Regions from separate parts of the Mus musculus genome. Here all the other regions are linked to region 2. The links are chromatin contacts, called in public Hi-C and promoter capture Hi-C maps. All regions are on one chromosome and are shown on one strand. The core of a region is the stretch at or near the end of the contact, and the rest is flanking DNA. Distances in the headings are between cores, read along the strand shown.

Region 1 (4,991 bases), core at 1,680-4,179, 280 kb before region 2:
AAACTCCACTGTAGGCAACTTAATGAGGTGCAGGAGAAAGGGAAGGACAGGAGGCTTTCATTCGGTTTCTTTTCTAGTCTGCCATTATCAGCTAGATATGAGGTCTTACCTACCCAGATTGACCACATGTTTGGCCAGCATTATCTTAGTATTCTGTTAGAGGGCCACCAAATTGTTTCTAGAGGTTGAGGGATCTAGGATTGAGGAGAGAAGTAAATATTGACAGAGTTGGTGGGACTCAGGTGAGAGATAAGAAATGAGCTTTGGATTAGAAATGTGGATTATTGGCAGGGTCACTTGACAGCCCTATTTGGAGGATGGTGATGGTGAGGAAATAGTCAAGAAAGAGGCTAAGAGCCCAGGTCAATAGGACAGCTAGGTGGAAGGCATCAGCTACACAATCAAAGGCTTTTCCTCGCTGGGTGGGGGCGGCAATAAGGGGGTGGAGAGGGAGCCTGTTTGGAAAGTAAACCAAGCATTTAAAGGACTAGAGATTCTCATGAGGAAAGAGGTGGGGACTGCTGAATTCCTCTGTTGCTAAAGGAATAAGCAGACCAAGCCTGAAGCTCTGTTTCTTTAGTAATACCCATTAGCTCAGGAGATCCACAATCAGGAAAGGAAACCAGGGAGAAGCTATTCACCAAAGAGAATCTTAAAAGGTTGGTAGCTTCCAATTACCCTTAAGATAAAAGTCCAAACTCCCTAATCTGTTAAAGGCCCTTTATAATTGAAGCACTACTTTTACCTCTACTTTTATCCCCATTCTTATGCTAGCTAGGCCACAACCACACCCACACATCTTCACTTTCAGTCCCTGTGAGCTGCTGTCAGTTTCTGAAGCCCATTCTTTTCTGTGGGTGCTGGGAATTGAACCCAGATCCTCTGGAAGAGCAGCCAGTCCTCTAACTGCTGAGCCATCTCTCCAACTCGCCCATTGTTTTCTTATCTGTAGTTTTTATCATGTGGGGTTTGTCCTTGTAATATTGCCAGAGGCACACACAACAGCAACAAAGATTTTCAACTTGTTCTGTTTTTCTTTGTGAAGCAAGGGCTCTACCACTATACCCTTTGCCTCTCTTCAAGTTTGGATTTCAGTGAAGATGTTACTTCCTCTGTGGACATGTCCTCTGGTCCTCTACACCCTGCCTCCCTTCTGTGCTTGCTATTCACCTTTGCTGTTATAAGCCTTCTTAACAGTACTACCATCTTTTGTGGCCTCTCTCCCTAGGGACATTGCATATTGTTTAATTTGGCTGATCCATTGAAAGCTTTTTATTTCATCTCCTCTCTCTTCTGCCCTTTCATCCCATCCTTCCTGCCCTCCTCCTCTCCTCCCCTCCTCGTCTCTCTTCTTTCTTGACAGGGTTTTACTTGTAGTCTAGGCTAGCCTAAAAATCATAATCTTCCTATCCCAGCTTCCCTGGGGCTAGGATTACAGGCATACGCTACCCCTCCCAGCAGCTGCAGTGTGTTCAAAGGACTTTTGTCTTTATGATGTTATAGCTATCTGGTGAAATAGGCAGGCTCCACAGAGTACAATCAACAGAAGAATTTGATCACCTACTTAGATCAAAAAGAATAAAAATAAGCTGGTGTAGTGGTGCCGGCCTTTGGTACCAGCACTGTGAATGCTGAGGCAGGCAAGTCTCTATGAGTTCAAAGACAGCCTTTTCTACAAAACAAGTTTAAGGACAGCCAGGGCTACATAAATAGAACTAAGGTACTAATTTACATAGTCATTGTTTTGTGTTAAGCCCACTAGGACATTTAAGGCTGAGGAGATATGATGGCTTGGCTCAGAGAAATTGGGTGAATCAAACTCTCATAAGTCACTGTGGGGTAGACCTCACCCTTTGACTTTCTAGTACAACTCTTTCCCTGCAGTCCTACATTATCTCTGAGACTCTGTCCTAATCAGATACATTCGATGAGAAGGCACTATTGTATCTCATTGTAAACCTGCCAGTTGAAGTGCAGGTTCTGAAGTGAAAGGAACATGGGTAAGCAGGAATTATTCCCACACAGAAGGTCAAGGAAAAATGTTAGACCTGGTGCAACATGGTATGAGCTGAAAGGGGGTTAGAAGGACTCCTCTATTCTGGAGAAGGGTCTGAGACACACTGAAATCTTCAGCTGTCAAATGCTTTACGTGGGGCTAAGAATACACTGGCCAGGTGGGATGAGAACAGAAATGGCGGTGGGCGCATATTTGGCAGCCATCTTCCAAGACCATCAATTCTTTTTTTTTTTTTTTAAGATTTATTTATTATTATATATAAGTACACTGTAGCTGTCTTCAGACACACCAGAAGAGGGCATCAGATCTCATTGCAGATGGTTGTGAGCCACCATGTGGTTGCTGGGATTTGAACTCGGGACCTTTGGAAGAGCAGTCAGTGCTCTTAACCGCTGAGCCATCTCTCCAGCCCAAGACCATGAATTCTTTAATCCCTAAACAAGTAAAGTGGAGGACCTGTAATGTAATCAGCCTGTAATCAGACAGGAGGGATGCCTCTCAGCATTTTTATCCTCACCTTGGGAACTGGAGTGATGGGTATTATCATCCAATTCAGTGGGAAACCTAGTCTGTAGGGAGAGTTCACATAAGAACTGTGTCCTGCCTTTGGGCAGAGAAGAGGATAGCCCTGTAGGGTCAGTAGATTCAAGCCTTCAGGACTAGACACTCTCTGTCCCGCTGTTTCCCAAGTGTCTCCTGGGGAGTGATTCAAGGCCAAGGTGACAGTGGGTTTGGAGCCCAGATGAAAGGATTTCAGGGACCACAAGACAAGATCCCTGTGTGGTGGCTGCTGGAAAGAGGAGGGAGTGTGTGGGGGTCAGTGACGCAATTGCCCTGGCTCACAGGCAAGGAGGAGGAGAAGGCTCGCAGTGTGTCTCCTTATAAAGAGGACTTCACCACATGAAGCAGGGGGTGAAGGTGATCCCACTGTGAGTCACCCAGGAAGGGACGCCGTGTGCCCGGAGCCCAGAAGGGAGGAGCTGTGGATTTCCCACTCTTCCTTCTATGATCTTGTGCGTAGTCTGGGTTGTTTCAGTCCGGCCAGTTACATTGCTCCTCTCCTGCCTCTAACCACCCCCAGGGACTATTCTTGATATGTCTGGGTTTTGAATCTGTCAATTTGTTCTTGAGTTCTAGTTGTTTTGTTTTATTTTGTTTTCTACTGAAATTTGGAATCTATTGATTTCAGGAAACCCAAACCATAACTAATTGTGTTTGTCTTTGAGAAGATGGCCTGGTGGCTCTTTGCCAAGCACAGTTCTGGCTCTCAGATTGTGTTTGCTTTTCTCCTTATCTTCAGCCAAGGCAGGTATCACATCCTGGACTGGAATCTGGAAGGATTCTAGGGTGCCCTGATCCAACTGCCCCTCACTTGATGCCAGCTAGAGTCTGTCCTTTATTGAGGTTTGGGACTGTAGAGAGCTCTGGGGAGTTTCCCTGTAATCAGCCAGCCACCATCCCCACACTGCCTTGTAATAAAGCAACTCTATATTTGTTCTGTTTATAGTCTCCTCTGTAATAATGCCATAGCCCTCACTTCTCTTTCTCTTTAGGGAGATTTTCTGGGTAATAGAAAATTCTGAAATGTTAAAAGAGGAATGTAGACTCAGAAGACATTTTTATCTAGACTGTCTTCCTCTGGGAAGGTGCCCAGGAAAGGCAGGCAGTCTCTGCCTTGAGGAAGCAGCATGCTGCGGTGAGCATGCATGTGCTCACACGAGTGTGCATGTGTATGCCTATGTGTTCATAGGTATATTGTGTATGTGCTATATGCACTTGCATACATGTATTCTGTGGCCTTGAGGATGTATTATGAAGACGGGCCCTGTGGGAGAAGCTCTGGGTATGTGCTGTGGCTGGGGCAGATTTGAGGTACAGCATCCTTGTGAAGAATGTGAGTGGTGTATGAAAGGGGTGAGCACAATAATGGGCAAGTTTAGGTCCAGAATAGACTCTATCAAAGCCATCCTTCCACTCATTCTTACAATGACACCCCTTTTCTCTGTCCCCTAGCCTTTTGGGGCCAAGGTCCAGTGATTTTGCTAGTGTTCCATATTCTTCTTGCCTTTCCTCACCTCACTTGCAGCTAGTCAGAGAGAAGCCAGAGACACACTGTTGAGGAAAGAGTCTGTGTTGTGAGTTGTGTTCATGCTGTTCCTTCCCCCACAGTGGAGGCTCTGCATTCAGATTTAACCTAGATGGCCGACACTGAGAACTGTTGTTGCCAAGTTATTACTAACAATTCTGATTTTGCCCATTTCCCTCTCCACACCCCCCCAGATTCTATAAATACTTTATTATATGGCACTAATAAAACTTCAAGTATTTCTTTTTATTAGAACCACATAATATGGTAATTGTATGACAGAACACAGCTCCCGTGAGTAGCCCCCACCTTCCTAGGTGTGGCCTCTCAGCACCTCAGCTTGGGTTAGGTCCACAGGCCCCTCTGTTCCCGAGTGTTTTGAAGGGGGCTGGGTTGGTGCTTTCAGACAGAGAGCTAAGGGGTCAAGGCCTTTGAGCAAGATCGGCCTAGAGGAGTGAAGAGATACTTTCTAAGTTTTCAGAGTAGTTTGTCCTGGTGTGAGGGTAGCAAGAATTTCTTCATTTAGCATTATGTCTAGCACAGAGGCTCCTTGACCTGCTTTTCCTTTTAGTAGGACTGGCATGTGGTGTAGAAATAGGCTTTGAACTTAGACCTGGGGAGAGGGTCAAGAGTTATTTGGTTATTTTTGATTCACAGTACTACTTTTAAAAAAGCCATTCTTCTTGATGTCTCCTGGCTCAAAATATGTAGATATGAGTATCTTACATCTGTACATATATAAAACCATATACTCGTGTACACACACATACACACATGTATATGTGTATGTGTATATGTGTGTGTATATATATGTGTGTGTGTATATATATATATATATATATATATATATATATATATATATATATGATTGAATTTGTGCATTGTGCA
Region 2 (4,829 bases), core at 1,558-4,057:
GTGTGTGTGTGTGTGTTTGACAGGGTCTCATGTACTGTCTTGAACTCCGTGTGTAGCTGAGAATAACCTTGAACTTATGATCCACCTGCCTCCACTCCTGAGTGCTGAGATTACTGTATACACCACCAGGCTGATTGTATGAGGTGCTGGGAATCAAACCATGACTTCCCACAGGCTGGGCAAGCACTCTACCAACTGAGTACATCCTCAGCCCAGTCTTCTCTTTTTATTCCCATATCTTCCCATATTCATCCTTTCCTTTCCCTTCCCTTTCTTTTCCTGCTGTGAGGCATGGAATTCAGGTTCTCACACATTCGAGGTAAACGCTATCATCTAATCTCCATTCCTAGCTCAGAAACCCCCTGTTTTATGCCTGAACAATCCCACTGTCTTTGGAACGTCTTGGACAAGGACTAGAGTCCAGGTTCCACCCTTGCTACCTCTTCCAACCTCCTCCCACTGCTAGCCTGAGTGCACCTCTCTCACGGGACTTTGATAATAATAATAACAACAATTTGAGTGTTTACACTGGTTGAAATGAGTTACCAGCTCTGTGGCCCACTCCCAAAGGCACATGACACAGTAGACCTGGAAAGGCCACTTCCCCCAGTATGCCTCCCCTCGCCTTTACAGATTCAGTGCAGGCTCCAATCTCACACCTCTGCCTTCTCTTCAGTGTTCCATTTTCCATGTTCTACCTAGAACCTCCTCCTCTGGAATGTCTTCCCTGACCGCATCAGAACTGGAGCATTGCGTACCATAGCACGAGACCTTTGCACCCTCCTTAGGACAGAGCTACCCTTCTGTGTGCAAATATCTTTCAGCTCATTTGATTGCTGGCCCCTGGGTGGCCAAACTATTTGGCTGGATGTGACGAAAAGTTCCTTTGGGGATCAGCCAGATCCAATTAAAGTCTATGCTGGTTGTTTGCTTGCCAAATGACCTTGGAAAGCCCTGCCTGTTTCATCTGAGTTTGTTTCCATGCCTGGATGATGGGATGAAAACATTATGTAATGGAGACTGCCAAATGGGCCTACTGTCTAGTTTTCTTTCCTTTTAGTGGTAGAATTAAATGGATTTTAACTGGAATGGCCACCTACAATAATGACTGAGATCTCCAACTCCCTGCCTCTTGAAGCCTGATAGCTAAAGTTGGCCAATTCAACGTGAGTGGAAGTGGGGGAGTAGCTTCCACTTCAGGTCTCAGGAGATGCGTGAATTCTTTTCTTTTACCCTTTCCTTTCTTCAGGCAAAAATGCTAGTGCAAGGATAGAGGCTAGAATGGCTACCTAATATCCAAGAAGGAAGATGTTTTGAATGGTTTCACAACTACCTTACCGGTTCTAAACTGTCTATAGACTTGCTGTTTGAAGTATTCTCTCTCTCTCTCTCTCTCCCTCTCTCTCTCTCTCTCTCGTGTGGGGTGTGTGTGTGTGTGTGTGTGTGTGTGTGTGTGTGTGTGTGTGATATGTAGTATGCGTATGTATTCCCAGAAGCCAGAGGAAGTTGAGTGTCCTGCTTAATCAGGCTCCATCTTAATCTTTCTTGAGACAGAGCCTCTCACTAAACCTAGTGAAACTAGGCTGGAGACCAGCAAGTCCCAGTGATCTTCCTGCTTCCACTTCCACATCCAGCTTTATATGTGGGGACTTGAACTTGGGTCCTCATGCTTACCCAGACAATGTTCTCCCCCACTGAGCCACCTCTCAAGCTCCTGGGCATCCTTACATTGGGTCTTTGTTACAGCAACCAAACGTCTATCCTAACTAATTTTTATTTGGAAATGATGCTACTTAAAACCTAATAGGAATACTAGTTTAGAGACTGACCAGCCTCTAGCAAGGAAAATACTGCACAGTGACAAGCTGTGGACCATTGTCACAAGTTCAGCAAAGACTGCCATGCCTAGACAATAGAGCACAGGCTGATGGACGCTGAGGTGGGCCCATTTGCTGTGTCTCAGAAGTTCCACTATCTGGCGACAGATCTGGTCCCAGGGACACTCATGAAAAGCAAAAGCCCCCCCCCCCCACACAGTTCTTCTCCACCCTCCTCGGAGGCCATTGCAGGTGCTTTGAAGCAGAAAAGAAAATATGTTCACTAAATCCAGCAGGAAACCCAATAGTCCATTCCTGAGTGTCCACTCAGAGGGTCGCGATGGAAGAGACTGGAATGACAAGAGGGAGGGAGGGACAGGGAGAGGAAAGCCAGAGCAGCTGGCTCAGCATTCCCCATTTGGACTCTGACTCAGGCCCTAGGAATGCCAAGGAAGGGGGTGAGGCGCATAGAAGCCAGGCTGGGTTCCCCTCTGGCACAGAGAGATGCAGAGTCAGTACTCATGGTGGGTTAGGGACTGGACTCCCGCACATCCATTCATCCCGCAGGCACAGGTCGGTTCAGGTACTGCTCCCTCTGCACGCAGGTGTGAAGCCCACTCCCTCTGCCCCATCTCTCACCTTTGGGATGACCAGCAGAGTGCCCACCGGTCTGATTCTCCTTCTCCATCTTTCATCTTTCACCTAAGAAGGGAATAGGGTGGCAGGACCCAAAATGGGATGTCTTGACATACTCTGCTCCTCTCTCGGGATCACTCACAACCCCCTTACCCTTCTCTATCCTCGAGTGTATCCTTTCTAACTCATCCCACCTAGGCTAGGGAAGTTTGCATGGAGGAGAAAGTGAAGGAAGCCAACTTTTCTCCTTAAAACTTTCAGTTCGAAGATGAGAGTTCCGCCTCCGCAGCGCCCCCAAGCTGCAGTGCGGGAACAGCTGCGGGTTAAGCGCTCCCTCCCAAGACCTGACAATCAGAGAGAACCCGATCTCTCAAGGGCCTGCCGCCAGGGACCAGCCCAGAATAGTGCCACCCTGCCGCCGCCTGTCGCGCACTTGCTAACGGACTAGAGCTGGCCGCATGGAGCCCGAGCTGGAGCACACATTGCCTGGGGTACCGGGGTCCCAGGGGGCCGGCGCTGGGACAGAGAAGGACAGCAAGCGCGTGGCTGTGTGTGGGCGCCCGTGTGTAGCCCGCGTGCTTGCTGTGCACTGTACTCTGAGTGTGTGAACTGGTCGGTGCTGTGTATGTATGTATTTTGCGTGTACGTGCCTGTGTGAGGTTCCAGGTGTACCAGGGGTGTGCAAGTTGTGCCTATCTGTATACATGTGGTGTTTGGGGTGGGTGTGCTTTTTAAAGGGGACAACCCAGAGACTTGAGAACGGATAGCATTTTCACTTCAGACATTCTCTCCCAAAGACCCTGACCTGGAGCCACAGTGGGGGTCCAGAGAGTCAAGGTGGGTGGAGTATCGCTCCCTGTGGGTCTAGCCTTTTCTCTTTAGCTCCCTTGTCCTCCGTCTTTTTGAACCCCAGTCCTTAACCCCTAGCTTGGCTTTTTTCAGGAGAAATTCTTTCTCCTCTCAGCTTTCTCCCTCTTCTTTTTCCCAATGTGTCCCCCACCTCCCCTTTCCTCTTTGCTGAAGATCTGAACCCCACCTTACCACTTTCCAGCTGTGAAATTTGTGGTAAATTGCTTAACCTCTCAGAGTTTCCGGTCCCTCGAGGCTAAATAGGAATGCTATTCCCATTTACAATACGTATCTTGGAAAATTCCAATGAATAGAAAACAAGAAATATTTGGGGAGGGGGGCTTTGAAAGCTTCCAAGAGGCTCAGTAATGACATGGGACTTGGTTTTGTTGTATCATTTCCTACTAGTCAAAGAGATTCCTTTCCTCCTTCCAGAGATGGACTTCTTAGAACAAGGAGAAAACTCATGGCCCTCACCAGCTGTGGCCACCAGCTCAGAAAGAACCTGTGCCATACGGGGAGTCAAGGCTTCCAGATGGACGAGACAGGAGGCCGTAGAGGAAGCAGAACCACCAGGTTTGGGAGAAGGTGAGGCCAAGGTCAGTTATGGTGACAGGGTCAGCAGGAATTCCAGAGCAGAGCTTGACCTCGGGCCTCTCCATCACACGGACTTAAACACAGTCTCACCTTGTGGCCTCTGCCTCCCTAAACGAGAGGCAATAACTATGTGATGACCCAGGGTCCCAGTGCAGCCACCTTGGGATGGAACAGAGTTGCTGTCAGCTAGGACTCTGAGACTCTTTACCATCCCGGTGCCCCCTGTGCTGCCAAACCCTGAAAGCCCAGATAGCATGCTTTGGAAGATGAAGTTACTGTCGTCCCTGCCTTCTTCCCCCAACAGGTGCCCAGTCCAGACCAGCTGCTGAGTCCACCAGGCAGGAGGCCACATTCCCGAAGGCCACACCCTTGGCTCAAGCTGTTCCCTTGGCTGAAGCGGAGACCTCCCCCACAGGGTGGGACCTGCTCTTGCCCGACTGTGCAGCCTCAGCAGGGGGCTCCAGCACAGGTGACCTGGAGCTGACCATAGAGTTCCCAGCCCCAGAGGCCTGGGACTGTGAGCTGGAAGGCCTGGGGAAGGACAGGCCTCGTCCTGGTCCATCCCCACAGGCCCCACTTCTCGGCCTGAGTTGGGATGACGAACTTCAGAAGCCCGGAGCCCAGGTCTACATGCACTTCATGCAGGAACACACCTGTTATGATGCCATGGCTACCAGCTCCAAATTGGTCATCTTTGACACCACGTTGGAGGTAAGATCCCGGCTTGACCCTACCTGATCACGTGGCTCTGCCTCCTGCCTCTGTCGCTACCACCCATACTCTCCTGGATGCCTTGTCAGGTTGTCTGAAAGTCCCTTTCTAGGACTCCTTCTTAGCATCATACACACAGTACTAAGAGAGCATGCTGTGTGGGGATCCCCTAATTGCCATCACATCTCTGTCACCATGAACCTGCTAAACCCGGGGTTG
Region 3 (4,436 bases), core at 1,421-3,920, 430 kb before region 2:
AGAGTGATGAGAGTGGAGAGAGTGCCCCTGAAGAGGGGGGAGAGGGTGCCCGGGCCCCCCAACCCATCCCCCGCTCGGCCAGCTATCCCTGTGCTACACCCCGGCCTGGAGCACCTGAGACCACCGCCCTGCATGGGGGCTTCCAGAGGCGCTACGGGGGCATCACAGGTATCCAGCTGGGAACACAGTAGCAAACAGGTTTCGGGGAAGGACGGTTCTCTCTAAGACGCAAGAGACCATCAGGATGGGGTGCAAGGAGACTAAGCCTCCAAGTGGTCCTCAGAACCTTCCCACTGTGCCTTGTGTTCTTGTTTCTCTCTGTAGATCCTGGCACAGTGCCCCGTGGCCCCTCTCACTTCTCCAGGCTGCCCCTGGGAGGATGGGCAGAAGATGGCCAGCCAGCATCAAGGCACCCAGAGCCGGTGCCAGAGGAGGGCTCAGAGGATGAACTCCCCCCTCAAGTGCACAAGGTAAAGGCTGTGAGGCCAAGAACCACTGCCAGAAGTGGTGACTTCCAGTGAAGACCAGCTCCTCCTGTGAAGGAGCGTGTCTCCCACTCCTCCATGCTCTTGTCTACTCTCCAGACGGCTGGAGGGATGGCTCAGTGCCTAAGAACACTGGGGGCTCTTCCAGAGGACCCAGGTTCGTTTTCCAGCACCCACACAGTGGCTCACCACCGTCTGTAACCCCAGCCCCAGGGGGTCAGATGCCATCTTCTGGTCTTCAAAAGTACTGCACACACACATGATTCAGACTTTTTTTTTTTTTTTTTTTTTTTTTTGGTTTATCTAGACAGTGTTTCTCTGTGTAGCCCTGGCTGTCCTGGAACTCACTTTGTAGACCAGGCTGGCCTTGAACTCAGAAATCCACCTGCTTCTGCCTACTGAGGGCTGGGATTAAAGGCGTGAGCCACCACAGCCGGCTGATTCAGACTTCGATGCAGACAAAACACTCATGCACAAATACATTTTTGAAAAGCAAAAAACCCACTTTCTTCTTTTTACTGCTCTGAAGTTCAAGACTTAACTTCCCTAGCTTCCAGCGTTTTCTTTCCTTTATTTCTAGATTCCTCTGGGGCAAGACGATAGCTGAAGACTATCTGTACTACCGGTCTTTCCTTTCCTCCACAGGTATAGGCAAGGCGGTAGCTGGTTCCCATGCTCCAGGATGGAGGTGGCAGCTGCCCTGCCATCCCTTCTGTCTGCCATGAGAGGGACTCTCTGAGTGTCGCCTGGCCCCACGTGTGGTGTTTTGTGTGTTCCTGCCTGGCCAAGGGAGGTGCCAATGCTGGGCTTACCATAGTCCAGGAAGAATATGAGGACTAGGGGCACACAAGAGTCTAGCTTCGTCTCCAGGACTCCCTTGGCTCAGAGTGTGGTGCTAGAAACTGGTCCCCAGCCCAGTCCCAGTACTGCCATCTTTGCATCCACCCCTGCAAGTCTCCAGAGGGCTTCCTGCCACAGAAGTGCTGCCAAGCAGAAGAACCTGTGCCAACTGTGGAGTGGGGAGGCAGGGCCTGAACCCTCAATCCCTGCAGCCTAGCCTCCCCACCCTCCAGAACCTGGAATAGCTGAGCAGCTCAGGCTGTGGCCCTTACCTCCAGTCCTCACCTCAACCTGCGCTGCAGCCTCCCTCCCCCCTGCACATCACTGGCATGTGTGCTGCTTGACCACCCCCCCTTCTGTTCACCTGCCCCCCTTCTGTTTGGCTTTGGCTTTTTGTTGGGGTGAGAGCCCTAGCTCCCAGCTCCCCTCACTATCTTTTGACACTAAGATGGAAGGTTACTAAGTTGCAGGAACAGGATGAAAATTCTTTATTACCCTCTTCAACTTTTAGGACGAGCACTTGGGAGTGTGAGGCCTTCCTGGCTGCTTCTATGTAGTCCTACCACCTGCACAGAGGGGCTGGCAGGGCAGAAGTGTGACCTCAGTTATATATACATCCCAGCTCTGCCCAGTATCCCTCACTTACCAAGAGGAGAATGGAGGGATAATGGACTCACCCTAGCCTAGGGCTTCGACATTGCATGCTGGGATCCAGCTCCTACCCTTCCTGCACTCCCTTCCCCAGTTCTGCTCAGCTCAGCTGTGGGAGGTAAACTTAAGCTGAAGGTGGCGGACTCTACTGTCGCAGGCCACAGCAGACAGGGTGGGAGCCCTGTACAGCTTGATAACCCTTAATAAAGAAGGGACTTTGATCTGGTTGTGGCATCTTTTTTTTTCCCCCACGCAGCAGTTTGGGGGGGGGGGGGGGGGTCTTAGGACTGTAAAAGAGTCCTGGCCGGGAGGCTTGGGAAACAAGTACGCCTGCAGGACCACGGGAACAGAACTAGGACTCAGAGAAGAGCTGTTTCTAGTGTGCTTCAGTAGCTTGATAATGTGTGAAGCCCTGAGTTCGTTCTTTAGCACTATAATAGAGGGAACTGAAGCAGGTTAGAGACCAGGGAGGCCTCGGTGTAATGCCTTTATAAAGGGCGGGGGTGGAGGGTGGGGAGTGCAAATTCGGACGCACTACTCTGTGGAGGTCAAAGTCTCCAGTCAGATTCAGGTTAGAGTTCCCGCCTTGGACATGTGACCCAGTCGGTTCTCAGCCCTATTTGTGTTCCTTACCCTTGGCCAATGGGAACCCTGGATAGATCTGGTGGGCGGGGCCGCTGCCGTAAAGGACCCAACATTTTTGTGCGGCGGCTCCGAGCCTTAGGGTCCCAGCTGCTAGCGAGTGGGAACCGGCAAGCACGGCGTACGTGGCTTGCGTGAGTATGCGTGGTAGCGGCGCGTGCGTGAAGAGAGTGGGCAGTGTAGCAGGTCCACGTGCGTCCCTTCCCGCGACCCAAGCGGCGTAGCTCCATGTCCCAGGACACCCTGGCATCTGCGGCCCTCTCTGAAGGGTCAGCCCGACTCTTTGTGCAGTGACCTCAAGTTCAGCCAGCAGCCACACATCGCCATGGTGACTGTGGGCAACTACTGCGAGACCGAAGGGCCGGCGGGGCCCGCTTGGACTCAGAATGGCTTGAGTCCCTGCTTCTTCTTCACGCTAGTGCCCTCGACACTCCTGACTCTGGGGGTACTGGCCTTGGTGCTGGTTCTTCCCCGCAGGCGTCGGGAGGTGCCTGCTGGCCCAGAAGAGCTGTCTTGGGCGGCTGGCCCTCGGGTGGCCCCATATGTGCTGCAGCTGTTTCTGGCCACACTTCAGATGGCACTGCCCCTGGCTGGTCTGGCTGGCCGAGTGGGCACTGCTCGGGGGGTCCGTCTGCCAGGCTACCTACTGCTGGCTTCTGTGCTGGAGAGTCTGGCCAGCGTCTGTGGCTTGTGGCTGCTCGTGGTGGAACGGAGCCAGGCACGGCAGAGTCTGGCAATGGGCGTCTGGATGAAGTTCAGGCATAGCTTGGGTCTCCTGCTCCTCTGGACTGTGACATTTGCAGCCGAGAACTTGGCCCTAGTATCTTGGAACAGCCCGCAGTGGTGGTGGGCCAGAGCAGATCTGGGCCAGCAGGTAAGGAGCCTTATGGGAAGGAGATACACTGATATTTGACAAGTACTGTGTCAGGACCAACTGGCTCCATGCTTTAGAAAAAAGAATGGAGTGTCTGGCGGTGGCTGGAAGCTGATAGCCAGCTGGTGGGGTTACCCAGCATTGGATGGGGTGTGTCTGTGCTGAGTCATTGTGGGTTTTTTTTTTTTAATTAAAAAAAAAAAAACCTGTTGCTAGGCTCCTGGTAAGCATCTGAGTGTTGTAAGAAGTAATACAATAGGTTTGGGTAGTGGTTCACACCTGTTCTGTCATTGTTTTATTTTTCTGGTTTTTCTTTCTTTTTTTCAAGGTTTATTTATTTTATGTATATGACTACACAGTAGCTGTTTTCAGACACAACAGAAGAGGTCATCAGATGGCATTACAAATGGTTGTGGGAATTGAACTTAGGACCTCTGGAAGAGCAGTCAGTGCTCTTGACCGCTGAGCCATCTCTCCAGCCCCTTCTCTCTTTCATTCTAGGTTCAATTTGGCCTGTGGGTCCTGCGTTATGTGACCTCTGGAGGGCTATTTATCTTGGGGCTCTGGGCCCCAGGACTTCGCCCCCAGTCTTATACTCTACACGTTCATGAAGAAGACCAAGATGTAGGAGGGAACCAGGTATGCCAAGTGTATACACTCCTTTAACCCCAGAGGCAGGCAGATCTCTGTTGAGGTCAAAGCCAGCCTGGTATACAAAGTGAGTTTCAGGACAGCTGAGGCTGTTACACAGAGAAAGCCTCTCTCAAAAACAAAACAACAGAACCAGGTATCCCTAGTTTTCTCAGTCAAGAGTATCTTTTGTGCAGTAGCTTTGTGCAGAACCCAGTACTTTGTGAACATTAAACATGTGTCCACCACCGAGCTACTTCCCAAGCCCCTCTGAATGCTGGGATTTATTATAATTTTGTTCCGTGTCATCATCT
Region 4 (5,151 bases), core at 1,378-3,877, 290 kb after region 2:
TCTTCCTTCCTCTCTTAAAAATCAGCTGAGCCGGGCGTGGTGGCGCACGCCTTTAATCCCAGCACTCGGGAGGCAGAGGCAGGCGGATTTCTGAGTTCGAGGCCAGCCTGGTCTACAAAGTGAGTTCCAGTACAGCCAGGGCTATACAGAGAAACCCTGTCTTGAAAAAACCAAAACCAAAACCAAAAAAAAAAAAAAAAATCAGCTGAAATCTGCTGCAGACACATTATATACATAGGAAGAGCAGCTTACTTCATTTTTCCTATTTCTTTTTCAAAGGACTTTATAAGTTAGTAGGTTTTCTATAATCATAAGATTAATTTCTGCCTTGGATAAAATTAATTTATATCATGTTTATACTATATTATCATAGGATTAAGCTAGTTGTAGAAATTATGATATGGTTATAAAATAGCTTTTAAAGCTTTCTAAGATTAGATCTCTGCTACAAGCAAGATGGCTATTAACATTAAATATTTATGTCGTGCTCTGTCCGCACCAGAAAACTCTACTTTCTTTTATTATCTTCAATTTTCTGTAAATGTAGTTTCTGGAACTCTAGGCCTCAGGGGAAAGTTATTTTACATTCTATAATGCATTTCTTTCTCAAAAATAAGTTCTCGGAGAAATTACTATAGCAGTATTATTTCTTTCTGGTTCTTTTTTTCCTTTTTCCCTAATTTAAGAGACTATGAATGTTATGAAGCAGTAGGGAGGGAGGAAGAAATATGAAGACAAAGCAATGGTTACTCCTGTCACTCACTGTATGAAGGTGGAATCCTGAGGTGGTTCTGGAGAGCATGGCTCAGCAGTTAGTGTGCTGCTGTTCTTCCAGACAGTCTGGGTTCAATTCCCAGCACCCACATGGATTTATTGTTGTTATTTTTTATATAGGGTCTCTCTGTGTGCCTCTTTCTGTCCTGGAACTCACTCTGTAGGCCAGGCTGGGCTCTAACAGAGATCTGCCTGCCTCTAAGTGCTGGGATAGCCACCACACCCAGCCCACATGGTAGCTTAAAACTGTCCGTAGCTCCATTCTCAGGAAATCTGATTACTTTTTCTGACTTCTCCAGCACCAGGAACATAGGTGATATACCGACATTACATGCAGGAAAAACATCCATGCACATAAAATAAAAAGGTTTCAAATTAGCCAAGCAGTGGTGGTGCATGCCTTTAATCCCAGCGCTCAGGAGGCAGCGGCAGGCAGCTCTCTCTGATCTTGAGGCCAACCTGGTCTGCAGATCAAGTCCCAGGACAGCCAGGGCTACACAGTGAAACCCTATCTTGTGGGAAGGAACAAAAAAAAGCTAAGAAAAAGAGATTTCTTTTTCCCCAGTAGTATACTTGCATTCTGTTAATTTGTTCTGAACTTGTTATATGAAATAGATGTCTCTGAATCTTAAATACTAATTATCAGCCTTCCAAACCACTGTCTACTTTTTTTTTTTTAAAGATTTATTTATTTCTTACATGTAAGTACACTGTAGCTGTCTTCAGACCCTCCAGAAGAGGGAGTCAGATCTCATTACGGATGGTTGTGAGCCACCATGTGGTTGCTGGGATTTGAACTTCGAACCTTTGGAAGAGCAGTCGAGTGCTCTTACCCACTGAGCCATCTCACCAGCCCGTCTACTTTTATTTTATGGTTTTTTTTTTTTTGGGGGGGGGGGTCGGTGCTTTGTGTCTAGGCCTTGGTTTAGTTTTTAAAGACAGTCTTATTCTGTTGGCCAGACTGTGTTGCCCAGGCTGGCCTTCATTTTGCAGCACTCCTCCTGTCTTTGTCCCCCCGTGGTGTAATTACAGGTGTGCACAACTAGGTCTAGTTATCTGTTCAATCTTTCTGCTGCTGGACTTGAAACCAGGGCCTCTCACTGGCCAAGCACTCTGCCTTGTGCTGTCTCTCAGCCCGCTGCTTTCATTGTTGAAAGGTCTGATGCTTTTGTCACCTTTAGTTTGACTCATCTTCATGGTCATCTGTCAGCAGTTAGTGTTTTGCTGTTCTTCCAGACAGTCTGGATTCAATTCCCAGCACCCATATGGATTTATTGTTGTTATTTTTTTATATATAAGTATATTCTGGTCTTGATGGTCATCTGTTCTTTTCGTGTTGCTTTTATTTTGACTCTTTGAAGTTTTAGTTAAATATTTTAGAGTTTGGCATCAGTTTTAGTCTCTTTAATAACTGGGATTGGTATATCCTTTTACGTTATAAATTAGGAGGCCATGAATTCTAGCTTTTGGCAGGAGGGGTATACACTGGAGGCAAGCATTCTACATGAGCCATACCACCGTCTTTTTAAGCTTTTGTCTTGAGGTAGGGTCTTAATACTCATTAAGATTGGTCTTGAACTTTCTACTTCAGCTTTCTGAGTTGTAAAATTAGAGCCCTATCCCACATAAAGAAAAATATAATCAGTAACTTCAATTTGCAAATTGTTTAGTTTATGGCATCTATGATAGAAGCCTGTACAGAAAGAATAGATAGTTTTCTAAAGGGAGACAGTTTTTTACCCAAACTGTAGTTTAAATATAAGATTTTTGAGTTTCAAATTTTGAAGTTTGCCAGGCAGTGATGGCACACACCTTCAATCCTAGCAATCAGAGGCAAAGGCAGGCAGAGCTCTATGTTCAAGGCCGGCCTAGGCTACAGGATAAGTTCTAAGATAGTCATGGCCTTGTAGAGAAACTCTGACTTGAAAAACAAAACAAAACAAAAAGTTCTTACAGGCTTTGAAATATATTTAATCCATCAGGCAGAAGTTAGATGAAATTAGATGACATTACCCTGCGGTGATAATAACAACAACAAAAAAAAATGTTTCTAAAGAGCTAAAAGCCTTTTTAGACTCAGACTAGATGACCATGCAAATGCTTTATATGATGCTTTTGTTAGAGGGGAAATTTTTCTATTTTTCCTTTTAGTTTTCTGTAAAGAAAGTGCTTCTAAAATAAGAGAAGTAGGACCAGCAAAGTGGTTCAAAGGAGAAAGGTGCTTGCTGCCAGGTTAGGTGACTTGAGTTCAATTCTCCAGGACCCATTTGGTAGAAGGAGAGAACTGACACTGTGTGTATAAGCAAAATAAGTATAGTAAAATAAGAGAATAATCTTGAGGGCTAGAAAATGAGCTCAGTCAAGAGAATGCTTACCTAGCACGCAGGAAACCTTAAATTCAATCCCAGGCACTGCATAAACCTTACAGTGATAGGAGGACTGAAAGTTCAAAATCATCCTAGCTACATAACAAGATTGAAGCCAGCCTGGGCCACATGAGACCCTATCTTCAGAATATATAAAAATAACTAATCTTGAAATACCAGGGAGTTGGCATGTGGGAATCTAGGGCAGGAGAATTACCATGAGTCAAGGCTATATAATAAGTTAAAGGCCTGGCTGGAATACAAAGTAAAGTCTGTCAGTAACAAAGCCTGGGTGTGATGCCATGTACCTATAATCTCCACATCCGGGAAGCAGAAATAGAGGGGTCATCACAGTTCAGAACCAGCCTGGCTTGCAATGAAAGTCCTAGACAAGTCAGAGATTTATGTTAAGATCCTATAAAAAAAGATTTTCTTAAAATAATGTTGGTCACCATTATGCATAAAGGTTACTATGTAATATTTAGTCTAACAGACATTTTACCATATGATCATATATAACCTATTTTAAATGTATAACAGTCAAGTAAATAATTTAAGATTAACCAAAGATGAATAGACATACTTAAATTTTTAATTCTTTAGCCTACTGTGTGTTGTTTATTGGTGGAGGATTTTCCTAGGAGCCTCATACATACTTGATCTAAACTTCATGAATCACTGGATCCAAGATTCTTATTTATATCCTAACACCTTCCTTTCTGCATGGCAAATATTTAGTAAATGTTCCTTAAAATATGTTTAGTTTGGCCAAGTGTGTGTGTGTGTGTGTGTGTGTGTGTGTGTGTGTGTGTGTGTGTGTGTGTGCAGGAGGCTGTTTGAGACAGGTCTGGTTATGTAGTGCTGGCTGATCTGGAATGCTGTGTGTATACCAGGTTGGCCTTAGGTTTATAGAGGCCCACCCGCCTCTGCCTCCCAAGAGCTAGGCATAAAGGCTTGGCCATCATCACCCAACATGAACAAATGCATTCTGTAAGTGAAAACTTGTCTGACAGATACCTGTGTTCCACATGAACTAGCAGAGTCACTCTCTTGTGTTTTTAGGGTCCTCATCCTTCATTTGAAGCGATACAGCTTCAATGTGGCTCTCTCACTTAACAACAAGCTCGGACAGCAAGTCATCATCCCAAGATTCCTGACCCTGGCCTCCCACTGCACTGAGAGCACAAAGCCGCCGGTCACCCTTGGGTGGAGCGCACCCGTGGCAATGTAAGACACCGTGCTTTTACCTTTGCTTGTGAAATACAGTAGTTCAGAGATCGACCAAGCTAGGTAACAACTCTTAGGAAAAGAAATCAAACCCAAAAGATTTTCATTCTGTATTATTTTGGAGCTTTAATAAAGTGCTATCTGACAGAAGTAATTGGAAAAAATGCTTACAAAGTCTTCCAAATTCCTCTTGTAATATGATACTTTTTTGAGGGAGTGTTGCTACTCTTTTAGAATACCAAAAAAAAAGCCATTTGGTGTTCTTGAGAATATAAGTAAAATGTACTTTATTTCTGTGTTCTTCTCTGCAGGTTCTAGATCTGAGTAAGGTTTGGGAATCCATGTTCTTAATAAATGCCTCATCTCTTTGGAACATGCTAATTTGAGAAATCAAATGTTATACTATAGCCCACCTAAAAAAAAATTTGATTGTAAATTATGCCCAATATGAGTAACTTCACATGACTCCTAGAAGTGTTTCAGAGAAAAAGAAGTCCCCTCTGCTTTCTGTTTGTGTCTGTCATCATACGTGTTGAGGCCTTAGAACTTCTGACTGTGGTGCTCTCCTGCAGGCTTGCTCTACTTGGAGCCCCACGCTATAGATATTCTTCATACTTGAACAGTAATTTTGTAGAATCATAAAGTCCTAGAAGCTGTAAGAGTGAAAATAATTTCTGAGAATTTTGTTCAAATCCTTAATTTCACTGAGGTTAGTAATTAAAAAAGCCAAGCCTTGCTGGGTATTGTAGTATATGCCTGTAATTTCAGCCTAAAGCAGAGAAGA
Region 5 (4,625 bases), core at 1,242-3,741, 380 kb before region 2:
CATTGAGAGGGTGTGGGAGTCCTTGAGAACCTGGAAGAGGAAAACTTGATTTAGATTTTTGCTACCTCTCTGGGCCCTTGGCTGGTCCCCTGTCCTCCTGGGTAGGAGCATAAGGGATTATGGGGGCATTACAAGGTCGTTCACTCTCCTAGACCTCAGAGTCTGGCTAGCAGGCTAGGACACCAGTGGTGCCTGGGACAGTGTCAGCTCAGTGACCAGAGGCATGCCACAGATGACAGAGAACCACCTATCTCTCTGCCTCCACACGCCTAGGGAAGTAGATTTTTTGTTTTGAAGTTTCCAAAGATGGAAAGGTAAAGGTGGGAGTGTGGGAAGCGGAGGAGAGGATTGATGTGGGTCTCTGTGATGTCTCTGAGGCTGAGAACCATGATGAGAGCTGCTGAGGACCAGGAAGCTCCCTGTCACAGCCAAGAATTGCTGGGTCCTCTAACCTTGTCCCTTTGTCTTCCAACCGTAGCATCCTGCTCCAAGGCTTCCCACTCTGCCTTTTTGGGTGTTCTCTTCACAGGCCTCTCTGGTTACCACTGCTTTGTATCTGGGTTTTTCACGCTTTTATAGAATTGAGGTTTCAATAAACAGTTTCTGTTGCATGGCCTGGCCTTTTCCTTCTGTAGCATTCTTTGTTGATCTCCTATCCCTCCTCTGCCTCCCAGGTCAGATGCACAGCCCTGTAATCACTATGTAGGCGTTTGCTCTGAGCTGCTTTAGAACTTCCTAATAGTTAGTGGTTCCTGTTTCAAGCTTTCCTGCATCCCTGCTGCTACTTCTTGGGGGCCCTGAAATTGCTGGATGTGACCTGCCATGGGGTACAAGTGGTGACTTTCCCAGGCCTGGGAAAGCCCTGTCTGTGTCATATATCCTGGGTGGGTACCAGCCTTGTGGATCCTTATGGTTCAAACCACACATCCAGTTGAGCTGGAATCCAAGCTCTGTTGACCTCTTCAGCAAGGTGACTTACGGAAGGAGCTGGTGCTGAAGAACCAGAGCTGAGTCATCACTGGAAGAACCATCTTTGGTGTATGTGGACCTGTCGCCGGCTGCTAAAGATCACCTAGGGAGTGTGGGGGCTGGGAATAAAGGTCTGTGGACTGGTGGAGCTGCAGCCCCCAAGGGGTCGTTGTAGAAATGTACTGACCTTTTGTCATAACCTTTGAGGTTTCTCCTGGCTTTTTTTTTTTTTCCCCCAGCCTGAGTGGGATGCTTAGATATCCTAAAGGGCTTAAAACCTCCTTTACTATGAACAATTCCCAAGACATCATCACATATATGAAAATCTGAGCCTGGAGGACCTGCTTTTGGAAATGGTCTCATGAGGTTTAGGCTAATCTGGTACTTGCAACTTGCTATCTGGTTACATCTGCCTTCAGAACGGCAGGATACAGGCATGTGCCACCAACCCTACCCAATCCTAATGTTATATTTTAAGTGTAAACACTTTTGTGCATTAAGAAAGAAAAAAGAAACCTGAGGCCTCAACCCAACACAAAGGTACCTAAGGAGTGCTTCGAGTGGGAGGGTTTGCCTTCCCCAGAGATAGCATCCTGATTGATCATCCGATATCAGATGGTCAGCTCTGAAACCATACATAGGAATAACTATACAAGCTGACAGGTTACATTTAGAAACATGTACATGTATATGTTCATGTAATAATGAAAAAGGCAATGAGTTTGAAAAATGAGATGGAGGGGCATACGGGAGGGTTTTTGAGGGAGGGAAGGGAAGGGAGAAATAATGTAATGATAATCTCAAAAATAATAGCCTCAGTTTGCAGGGAAATATAAAGTAAATAAATATACTTTGTTCAATGTTTTTCCAGAAGTTCACTCACTAGTATAGCAAACCAGGTCCACCAATGGCTATGACATCTGAGTTACCAGTAAAGTGTCATTATCGGCTGGCAATGTAGCTGTCACATCCACAGCATCCTATTTATGGGTGTGGGCAGCAGACCGTTCCATTGTCTTCTGATTTGTGCCCATTCACATTTTGTAATACACATTGCTGTCAAGTGCTCTTGCCTTACACCGAGTTCGTTATCTACGGTGGTCATTGTCATAAGGGATGAGGGCGTTCTACACACAGGTTTTGTTTTGAACTGACCTGGGGCATGTCTTGTTTGGCTGAAAAATATGTACCTAACTGAAGCGATGTTCAGTGTTGATGACAAGAGGTAGCTTGCACAATCTCCTCAGACTGTTTTGATAGATGTTCCCTAACCCTCATCTCCAGAGCCTGGTCTAGAAGCAGTGGATATAGATGAACATTCTTGAGGGAGGGGTCCAGGACTCAGCTGCTAGGTTAATGGCTGATGGAATTTGCACAAGAGCTGGGCAAAGGTGAAAGAGCCACGTCCTGCTCCCAAACCCTTATCCCTTCTCTCCGCTTCATTGACACCCCCGACTCCCCACCCACGTAGGCAGCTTACTCCACCCAAACTCTTGATCTCTTACTCCTTATTCAACTAGCCTGGGGCAGCCAAGACGCAATCAAGTCAGGGCAGCATGAGCCGATCACCTCTCCATCCCATTCCACTTCTATCTGAGGGCTACCAGGATACCCCTGCTCCCCTGCCACCACTGCTACCCCCTCTCCAGAATCCCTCCTCCCGTTCTTGGGCCTCTCGGGTGTGTGGGCCTTCCACCTGGGGGCTCAGCTGTCTTCTGGCTCTACAGGTAGGAGGTGGAGGCGGTAGGAGTTGGCACTATCTGAAGTGGCTATTTGGAGGGAGTTAGTGAGTCATGAGAAACCTACACATAGGTATTTCGAAAGCTCCTCCCTCTCCATTCCTCTATCTCCAGCATTTCCTGGTCTTGGCATCTTTGCTCTGGGCCTCCCACCTGCTGCTGCTTCATGGTCTTCCCCCAGGAGGGCTCTCATACCCACCCGCTCAGCTCCTGGCTTCCAGTTTCTTTTCATGTGGCCTGTCTACGGTCCTGCAGACTTGGATGGGCAGCAGGTGAGGGGAACTCCGTTGAGAGAGGGTGTAGTCTCTCAGGAAGAGATTTAGGGCAATCCTGTTGACTGCCACATGTTTCCAAACCTGCTGGGGCTGCTGTCCCTACAGGCTACCTCTAATCCAGGCTCCGTCCCTAGAGTTTCTTATCCCCGCACTGGTGCTGACAAACCAGAAGCTACCTCTGACGACCAAGACACCTGGAAATGGTTAGTACAAAGCAAAGGTGGGCTAGTGGCAGAGGTACACGGGGGCTGGAGGTTGGGTGGTCCTGGGCATTGTAGAGATTTTGGGGTTATGCCAGGCATCAGCTAGGACAGGAGAACACAGAGCCTCTGTTCCATCTACATCTTCTTTCTGTACCCCAAACTTCCAGCCTCCCTCTCACTGCCCCTGTGTAGTTTGACAAGAAGCTGCCATGGCCTGGAGCTCTGGAACACTTCTCTCCGAGAGGTGAGTGCCTGGGAGAAGACAGCAGAAGGACTGGATGGCCCCAGCCTGGAGAGGCTCTTGTTCCCATCATTAGATACTGATGCTAAGGGGAGGAGTTAGGCAGGGGCTTATCCTCGGAGATAGTTGATTGAGTGGAATTTCTTCATCTGTCCTCCTCTCTACTCCCTTAGGTGTCGGGGGCAGTGGTGGTGTCCGGGCTGCTGCAGGGCACTATAGGACTTCTAGGGGTGCCTGGCCGTGTGTTCCCCTACTGTGGGCCACTGGTGCTGGCTCCCAGCCTGGTTGTGGCAGGGCTTTCTGCCCACAAGGAGGTGGCCCAGTTCTGTTCTGCTCACTGGGGCCTGGCCTTGCTGTACGTGAGTCCTGAGAGGGGTGGGTGGTAGCCCAGTAGGTGTAGAGACTGAGGGAGGGCAGAGCTGCTCAGATTCCAGAGCCACCTGAGCAGGGATGACAGTTTTTGGATTTGGAATCCAAGGCTTTCCCTTAATTTATTCAGTCTCGCTGATATTCATAGTCACGTGGTATGATACCTCAGGGTACCTCCCTACCCCTTCCATGAGGCATTTCTGCCCTGGGACCTCCTTTTATGATATTCTGCACACTCACATGGTCATCATTCAGGAATCTGATGCTTCTGACCTGCAACTCTGATACTTCTGACTCCCTTCTCTTTCCTAGGCTCATCCTGCTCATGGTGGTATGCTCTCAGCACCTGGGTTCATGCCAGATACCCCTTTGCTCCTGGAGGCCATCTTCAACTTCAACTCACATTTGTATTCCCGTCTTCCGACTCCTTTCGGTAGGTAGGTGGGACTCTGGGCATAGTGATGTGCATGGCCAGGTGAGGTACATACTGGGAAGGTGGAGGCAGGAAAATTCAGGAGTTCAAGTTCTGCTACTTAGAAAGTTTCAGCCGGGGCTGGAAAGATGGCTCAGTGGTTAAGAGCACCGACTGTTCTTCCAAAGGTCCTGAGTTCAAATCCCAGAAACCACACGGTGGCTAACAACCATCCATAATGAGATCTGACGCCCTCTTCTGGTGCATCTGAAGACAGCTAGAGTGTACCTAGATATAATAATAAATAAATCTTAAAAAAAAAAAAAGAAAAGAAAGTTTCAGCCCATTGTGGGATACGTGAACAACAAAAAACACAAAGATATTGATGCTCTTCTAGGTGCTTGCCCCTGTGGCCTG
Region 6 (4,804 bases), core at 1,647-4,146, 340 kb after region 2:
TTGTTTCCACCAGAGATGAGTCCTTAGTCCTTTGAAAACTGGCCAGGAATCCTGGCATGAGACACAGGGAACACTTGTACCTGGTGGTGCTCAGCCCTCTCCATCAGGATGGAGGTCACCCATTCTCCACGTGCCTGCTCCAAGCTGAGTAGGACCCAGTCACCCTCTGTGACTGCTCCTTGGCCTAGTGACTAATAAGTGCAAGGTCAGGTGTCCCACACTGACAGCCCCATCTCTCCAGCTAATCTCTCCTTGCACTTTGATTTTGAGTCATGTCTTGGATAATAAATGGCTTGGCCTTTACCTCTTGTAAACTCCCTCTTCTGAGCCCCACAGGGTGGCTTATCTTGTGATGTTCTGTCCACTCTGATCAGCCTGCCCCTTGGTGATTCAGGCCACCAATCCATCTTGGGCAGCTTACTGTGTTTGCAGAAGCCTGACTCTCCCCAATACCCCTGTTGGCATGGGCGCCAATATCAGATATTCTTTAGCATGAAAAGTCCCCCAAGACACACACACACACACACACACACACACACACACACACACACACACACACACATACACTCACACACCCCCTCCTGGTTCAGCAAAACCAATTTGGGTACAAAGGATAGTAGTTTTTGTTTTATTCTGGCCATCTTTGTTACTGTTACCCTTTCTCTAAGGCTCTCTTCTGCACTCTTCTGGGTGAGGAATGTGGGCCATACCTTGGTGAGTTAGGAGCAGAGGTCTACCAGATGGACTGTCCTGGAGCAAACTGACAGTAAAATAAACTAATGTTACACACAGGGGTGTTTATTGACCAACAGGGAGGGGACAAAGGCTTGCTGCCTCTCTCTGAAGAAAAGTAAGATTCTTAAACAGAAAGGGGCCCAGCCTCCTTAGAGCCAAGAGGGGATGGCTGGTTCTGAGGGGTAACTGGTCCAACTGCTTCTGCTCCTAGCCATGTTGGTCAGAGCAGATACCTCTCCTTCACCCTAGAAGGATCTCCTCAGCTCTCCTGTCTCCCCTAAACTTCAGGGAGGGTTAGAGGGCTCTCATTCTTTAGCTTGCCAGCAAGGACCCTGGGCTGGATGTGTCCCTCAACTTGAACTCATTGGCTCACCCCTGGTCCCCTTTCTACAGCCCTATCCCTGGGGGACACTTGTCACCCAGAGAACCAAAAGTCAGCTACATGTTCAGAATCTTGGATGCCTCCCCCTCCTGTCCTTCTGTTCCAACTGTCTGTCCACCAACATTCTTCCAACCCTCTCTTCTGCCTTCTAGAACAGTAGTCTGACTGCTGCCTTTACACCCAGGCTGCTTCTGCCTTGGCTTTCCCACTTCCTTCATATTCTTCCAGACTCAATCGGGACACACTTCCTCCAGGAAGCCTTCCCAGAATTTTTGGGCTGGCAAGGAGTACTTTCTCAGGGTCCCACTGTGTCCCAGACTGAAACCTTTCTCGTCTCTGACCAGTGATAAAAAGGCCTATTTATATATAAGTCTGAAGTCCCCAAACTCTACCACCTAGACAGACACAGCCTAGAGAGATGAGAGATGAGAGGTTTGGGTTTGGGTTTGGGTTTTGTTTTGTTTTGTTTTGTTTTGTTTTTCTGGTTTTTCAAAACAGGGTTTCTCTGTGTAGCCCTGGCTGTCCTGGAACTCACTCTATAGACCAGGCTGGCCTTGAACTCAGAAATCTGCCTGCTTCTGCCTCCCAAGTGCTGGGATTAAAGGCGTGTGCCACCACTGCTGGGCTTTCATTTTTTTCTTAAAGACAAAGTCTCGCTCTATAGCTCAGGCTGGCCTCAAACATATAGCAATCCTCCTGCTTCAGCCTCCCAAGTGCTCAGATTATACACACTACACACATGAACATCACTCATGCTTGTAGCTACCAACTCACAGCCCATAGTAGCTAGCACTCATACTGGCATTGTGAACTAGGGAACGGAACCTGTGGGCCTTTGGGGGGGTTTAAGTTCTTCTTCTCCCCAGCTACCTATCCTTGCATATCTACTGTCTTGTTGTTCTTGGGGTACAACTGTAGAGAATCCTGGGCGCTGCCGTGGGTTTTAGTTCCAGCTTTTAACTGGACAGGAATGTAGTAACACCATAGACTAGGTCATGCCCTATACAAAGGATACCCTCCTGCTAACCAAGACCTGGAAGCCCCCAGAGGCAGATTCTCCCAACCTCAAGTGACAGGGGGATTTCTGAGCAGATAACCTTGGTCTGAGTGAGTCCCAAACTTCTGGGCAGGTTTGGCTTTCACTGCCCACTCTGATATAAAATAGATCATGGTAACCGAAAAATGGAGGGGCCATTTCTAGGAAAGGGGTGATGTCCAGGCCTAATAGGGCCTAGGACACAGCTCCTGACTCTCCCCCTCTCTCCTGGTGGCTGCAGCTTACATCCCAGGATACATGTGCCAAGGATACGACCTCCCAGGAGTGTCAGGGGAATGGTGACACAAAGAAACCATTTCAGATGTGTAAGACATGAACACAGAAATGAGCAGCCAGAGAGAAGTAGTAAATACAGGCACGGAGTCCAAGTCTCAGGACTGTCCTGATTTTAATTGTAGAAATCTGAGTCCCAGGAGCCACCTTGGTCCCAGGGAATCTACACAGATGAAGCGAAGGTGACTTACAGGAAAGGGGGTCTGTGAACTTCCTTCATTGAAGGCCCAAGACAGCCTGCTGGCTTCTTGCTTCTTTCAGAGTTTCAGAGCACCTTACCTCACCCCCAAACTTATACCAAGGTGCTACAGAAAGCACAGGCTGCCAGAGAGAAGCAAGGACCCTGTCCCCTCCAACCACCTGTGGTCACCATGTGTCCCCACCCAATTGCCTTACCTGTCTGGAAGAGGCAGCCACCACCTGGGAGATCTTAGGAAGTTGTGGCAAGCTGGCTGCAGGAGACCGAACGACCTTTGTCCTCACCACCACCCCCCCCCCAGGAACTTCCTTCACCATATAAGGGAAGATAGGGCCCCAGAGAGAATGGATGGGGGGGTGGGGAAGTAGGTGCCCAGGTCCCTGGGAACCTAGAGCCCAGCAACAGCCTGACAGCCTGAGCTGCCGTGTGCCCCGCCCTTGGCTCTGCAGCTTCAGGGATGGGGTGCACTTCCGGCTAGGACCTGGGCTCTACCTGCAGGTAGGCAACCCCCACCAGGGCTGGCCACCCTCCAGCCCTAGAGAAGTGGCACGGGAGTCGGGGGTGGGGTGTGGCGGGGCGAGGGGGCACTGGATGGGGATGGAGTAGGACTCCTGGGGTCTTGTAGCTGGAACTCAGCACCCAAGGCCAGAGTTCACACTTGGGGTTCCCTTGGGACAGACAGGTGGGGCTCCTGGCACCCCTGCAGATCTCTCCTACTCAGCATGACCCTCGCTCAGTGGGCACAAGGGCCTTTCCCTTCTTCCTCCTTTCTGAGTGAGCCACGACCTCCACTTTTATGAGCTGCCATAAACCTGTGCCTTTGAACCCTGTTCTGCCGCCTGCCTTCTCCTCGGAACAAGGGCCTCCACCTCCCTGCCCTGGACCTGGGGATCTGCCTTGCTGCCCTCTGCTGTAGGTCTCTGGAAACCATGGCCTGCTTCCCCCTCCCTGCCTCTGCCCCCTGTAGATCTTCTGCCACCTTGGAATCGTGGTCTCCTTTAGGAGGGAAAGATGAAGATCGTGTTTGAGGGCAGCCTCTTCTTGACCTTCCCAAGAGCTCTGGAGACTGAATGTGTGTGTGTGTGTGTGTGTGTGTGTGTGTGTGTGTGTGTGTGTGTGCGCGCGCGCGTGCGCGTGCTCATAGTCAGCAAGGACAGTAAACATACTGCAGGTGCTGTTTTGTTCAGAAATAATGTAGCACCCGTTCTTGTGAATGAAAAGGGGCGTCTGTCCACCCAGTTGCAAGCCAAGCGGAAAGGAAAAACTCCAGGATAGATAATCACCCGTGAGTCACTGCTCATAATCTCTTTTGAGGTGTCTCAGATCCCTCTTCATTTTTTTAAAAAAAGATTTATTTATTAGTATATCTAAGTACACTGTAGCTCTGCAGCTGTCTTCAGATGCACCAGAAGAGGGTGTCAGATCTCATTATGGATGGTTGTGAGCCACCATGTGGTTGCTAGGATTTGAACTCAGGACCTTCCTTCGGAAGAGCAGTCAGTGCTCTTAACCGCTGAGCCATCTCTCCAGCCCCAGATCCCTCTTCAGTGTGTGCGTTGTACATGTCTTCAACCAGCATGTGTAAGCACAATGTTTACCAACACATGCACCTTTTAAGTTTCCTTATTTATTTATGTGTGTATGGGTGTTTTGCCTGCATGTATGTCTGTGTACTATGTATGTGGTGCCTGTGGAGGCCAGAAGAGGGTGTGGAACCCTCTGGAACTGGATTTACAGATGGCTGTGAGCCACCATATGAGTCCTGGGAACTGAATCTAGGTCCTCTGCAAGAGCAGCAAGTGCTCCTGGAAGCTGAGCCATCTCTCCCTCCCAACATATACCTTCTAAAAGAATTTACTAATTATTATTATCATTGTAACTATTATGTGAAGTTGTATGTGAAGCTCAGAGAACAACTTTCAGGAGTGGGTTCTCGCCTGCCTCTGTGGGTTCCAGGACTAGACTCAAGTCTTCATTTTTCTATCTTCTCACAGCACATGCTAAGGACAGCAAAGGTCACGCTAACCAATAGCTCAGGACTATATTCAAACTCTATCCAACTATTGTCATTGTTAAGTGTTTGCCCTTAAACTGTATCCACTAGTCGTGTGGGTACGGGCTCAGTGATGCTACAGCGCAGCACACACTTGGTAAGTGC

What was found. Promoter capture Hi-C pulls out the DNA fragments that hold promoters and counts their contacts. Hi-C and Micro-C count contacts between places; a contact is called where the count stands out from the background.
Region 1: a contact with region 2 is called in a Hi-C map of liver, with 2.3 times the contacts expected there. The contact joins the enhancer-like site here to the promoter of Prkag3 in region 2. A contact is called at or near these places in 3 of 39 promoter capture datasets (cranial neural crest, hippocampal neurons and pre-B cells), 1 of 15 datasets of contacts at CTCF or cohesin (embryonic stem cells), 13 of 484 Hi-C or Micro-C datasets (the N1E-115 cell line, cortical neurons, embryonic stem cells and 3 more) and 1 of 115 datasets of contacts at active chromatin or transcription factors (embryonic stem cells).
Region 3: a promoter capture Hi-C map of liver shows a contact between it and region 2, with 2.6 times the contacts expected there. The contact joins the promoter of Abcb6 here to the promoter of Prkag3 in region 2. A contact is called at or near these places in 3 of 39 promoter capture datasets (the C10 cell line, embryonic stem cells and liver).
Region 4: a Hi-C map of the Ba/F3 cell line shows a contact between it and region 2, with 4 times the contacts expected there. The contact joins the enhancer-like site here to the promoter of Prkag3 in region 2. A contact is called at or near these places in 10 of 39 promoter capture datasets (the 3T3-L1 cell line, 3T3-L1-derived adipocytes, the C10 cell line and 7 more), 3 of 15 datasets of contacts at CTCF or cohesin (the NIH/3T3 cell line, embryonic stem cells and pro-B cells), 64 of 484 Hi-C or Micro-C datasets (the 63-12 cell line, the AML12 cell line, B cells and 37 more), 3 of 115 datasets of contacts at active chromatin or transcription factors (the HPC-7 cell line, astrocytes and bone marrow-derived dendritic cells) and 1 of 9 other capture datasets (adipose tissue).
Region 5: a promoter capture Hi-C map of liver shows a contact between it and region 2, with 2.3 times the contacts expected there. The contact joins the promoter of Slc23a3 here to the promoter of Prkag3 in region 2. A contact is called at or near these places in 3 of 39 promoter capture datasets (embryonic stem cells, hippocampal neurons and liver), 1 of 115 datasets of contacts at active chromatin or transcription factors (pancreatic cancer cells) and 1 of 9 other capture datasets (embryonic stem cells).
Region 6: a contact with region 2 is called in a promoter capture Hi-C map of liver, with 1.9 times the contacts expected there. The contact joins the promoter of Vil1 here to the promoter of Prkag3 in region 2. A contact is called at or near these places in 5 of 39 promoter capture datasets (cranial neural crest, embryonic stem cells, liver and 1 more) and 1 of 484 Hi-C or Micro-C datasets (embryonic stem cells).

Annotation. Positions count from the first base shown.
Region 1 is chr1:75,022,934-75,027,924 of GRCm38.p6, reverse strand. The region is part of intron 6 of Nhej1 (non-homologous end joining factor 1); the gene reads left to right. Among named protein-coding and RNA genes, the nearest start is that of Ihh, 74 kb to the right of the region's middle. Within about 2 kb of position 2,929, at least 50 of the 459 cell types and tissues checked have an H3K27ac peak or open chromatin away from gene starts, as enhancers often do. A contact at or near this core is called in the N1E-115 cell line and liver, where this site is marked.
Region 2 is chr1:74,746,933-74,751,761 of GRCm38.p6, reverse strand. Prkag3 (protein kinase, AMP-activated, gamma 3 non-catalytic subunit) reads left to right here and starts at 2,807. Exons shown (of 14, transcript NM_153744.3): 1 at 2,807-2,944; 2 at 3,251-3,290; 3 at 3,738-3,890; 4 at 4,204-4,610. The coding sequence starts at 2,912.
Region 3 is chr1:75,178,626-75,183,061 of GRCm38.p6, reverse strand. Abcb6 (ATP-binding cassette, sub-family B (MDR/TAP), member 6) reads left to right here and starts at 2,670. Exons shown (of 19, transcript NM_023732.3): 1 at 2,670-3,492; 2 at 3,994-4,131. The coding sequence starts at 2,944. It overlaps Atg9a (autophagy related 9A), which reads left to right. Exons shown (of 16, transcript NM_001288612.1): 14 at 1-168; 15 at 325-470; 16 at 1,131-2,201. The coding sequence ends at 1,136.
Region 4 is chr1:74,460,782-74,465,932 of GRCm38.p6, reverse strand. Usp37 (ubiquitin specific peptidase 37) reads left to right here. Exons shown (of 24, transcript NM_001310662.1): 16 at 4,203-4,367. Among named protein-coding and RNA genes, the nearest start is that of Usp37, 42 kb to the left of the region's middle. Within about 2 kb of position 2,627, at least 1 of the 459 cell types and tissues checked has an H3K27ac peak or open chromatin away from gene starts, as enhancers often do.
Region 5 is chr1:75,131,756-75,136,380 of GRCm38.p6, reverse strand. Slc23a3 (solute carrier family 23 (nucleobase transporters), member 3) reads left to right here and starts at 2,491. Exons shown (of 12, transcript NM_194333.3): 1 at 2,491-2,696; 2 at 2,823-2,980; 3 at 3,089-3,186; 4 at 3,354-3,430; 5 at 3,601-3,782; 6 at 4,109-4,229; 7 at 4,606-4,625. The coding sequence starts at 2,526. Cnppd1 (cyclin Pas1/PHO80 domain containing 1) reads left to right here. Exons shown (of 10, transcript NM_026977.3): 10 at 1-619.
Region 6 is chr1:74,407,476-74,412,279 of GRCm38.p6, reverse strand. It overlaps Vil1 (villin 1), which reads right to left and starts at 2,896. Exons shown (of 20, transcript NM_009509.2): 1 at 2,844-2,896.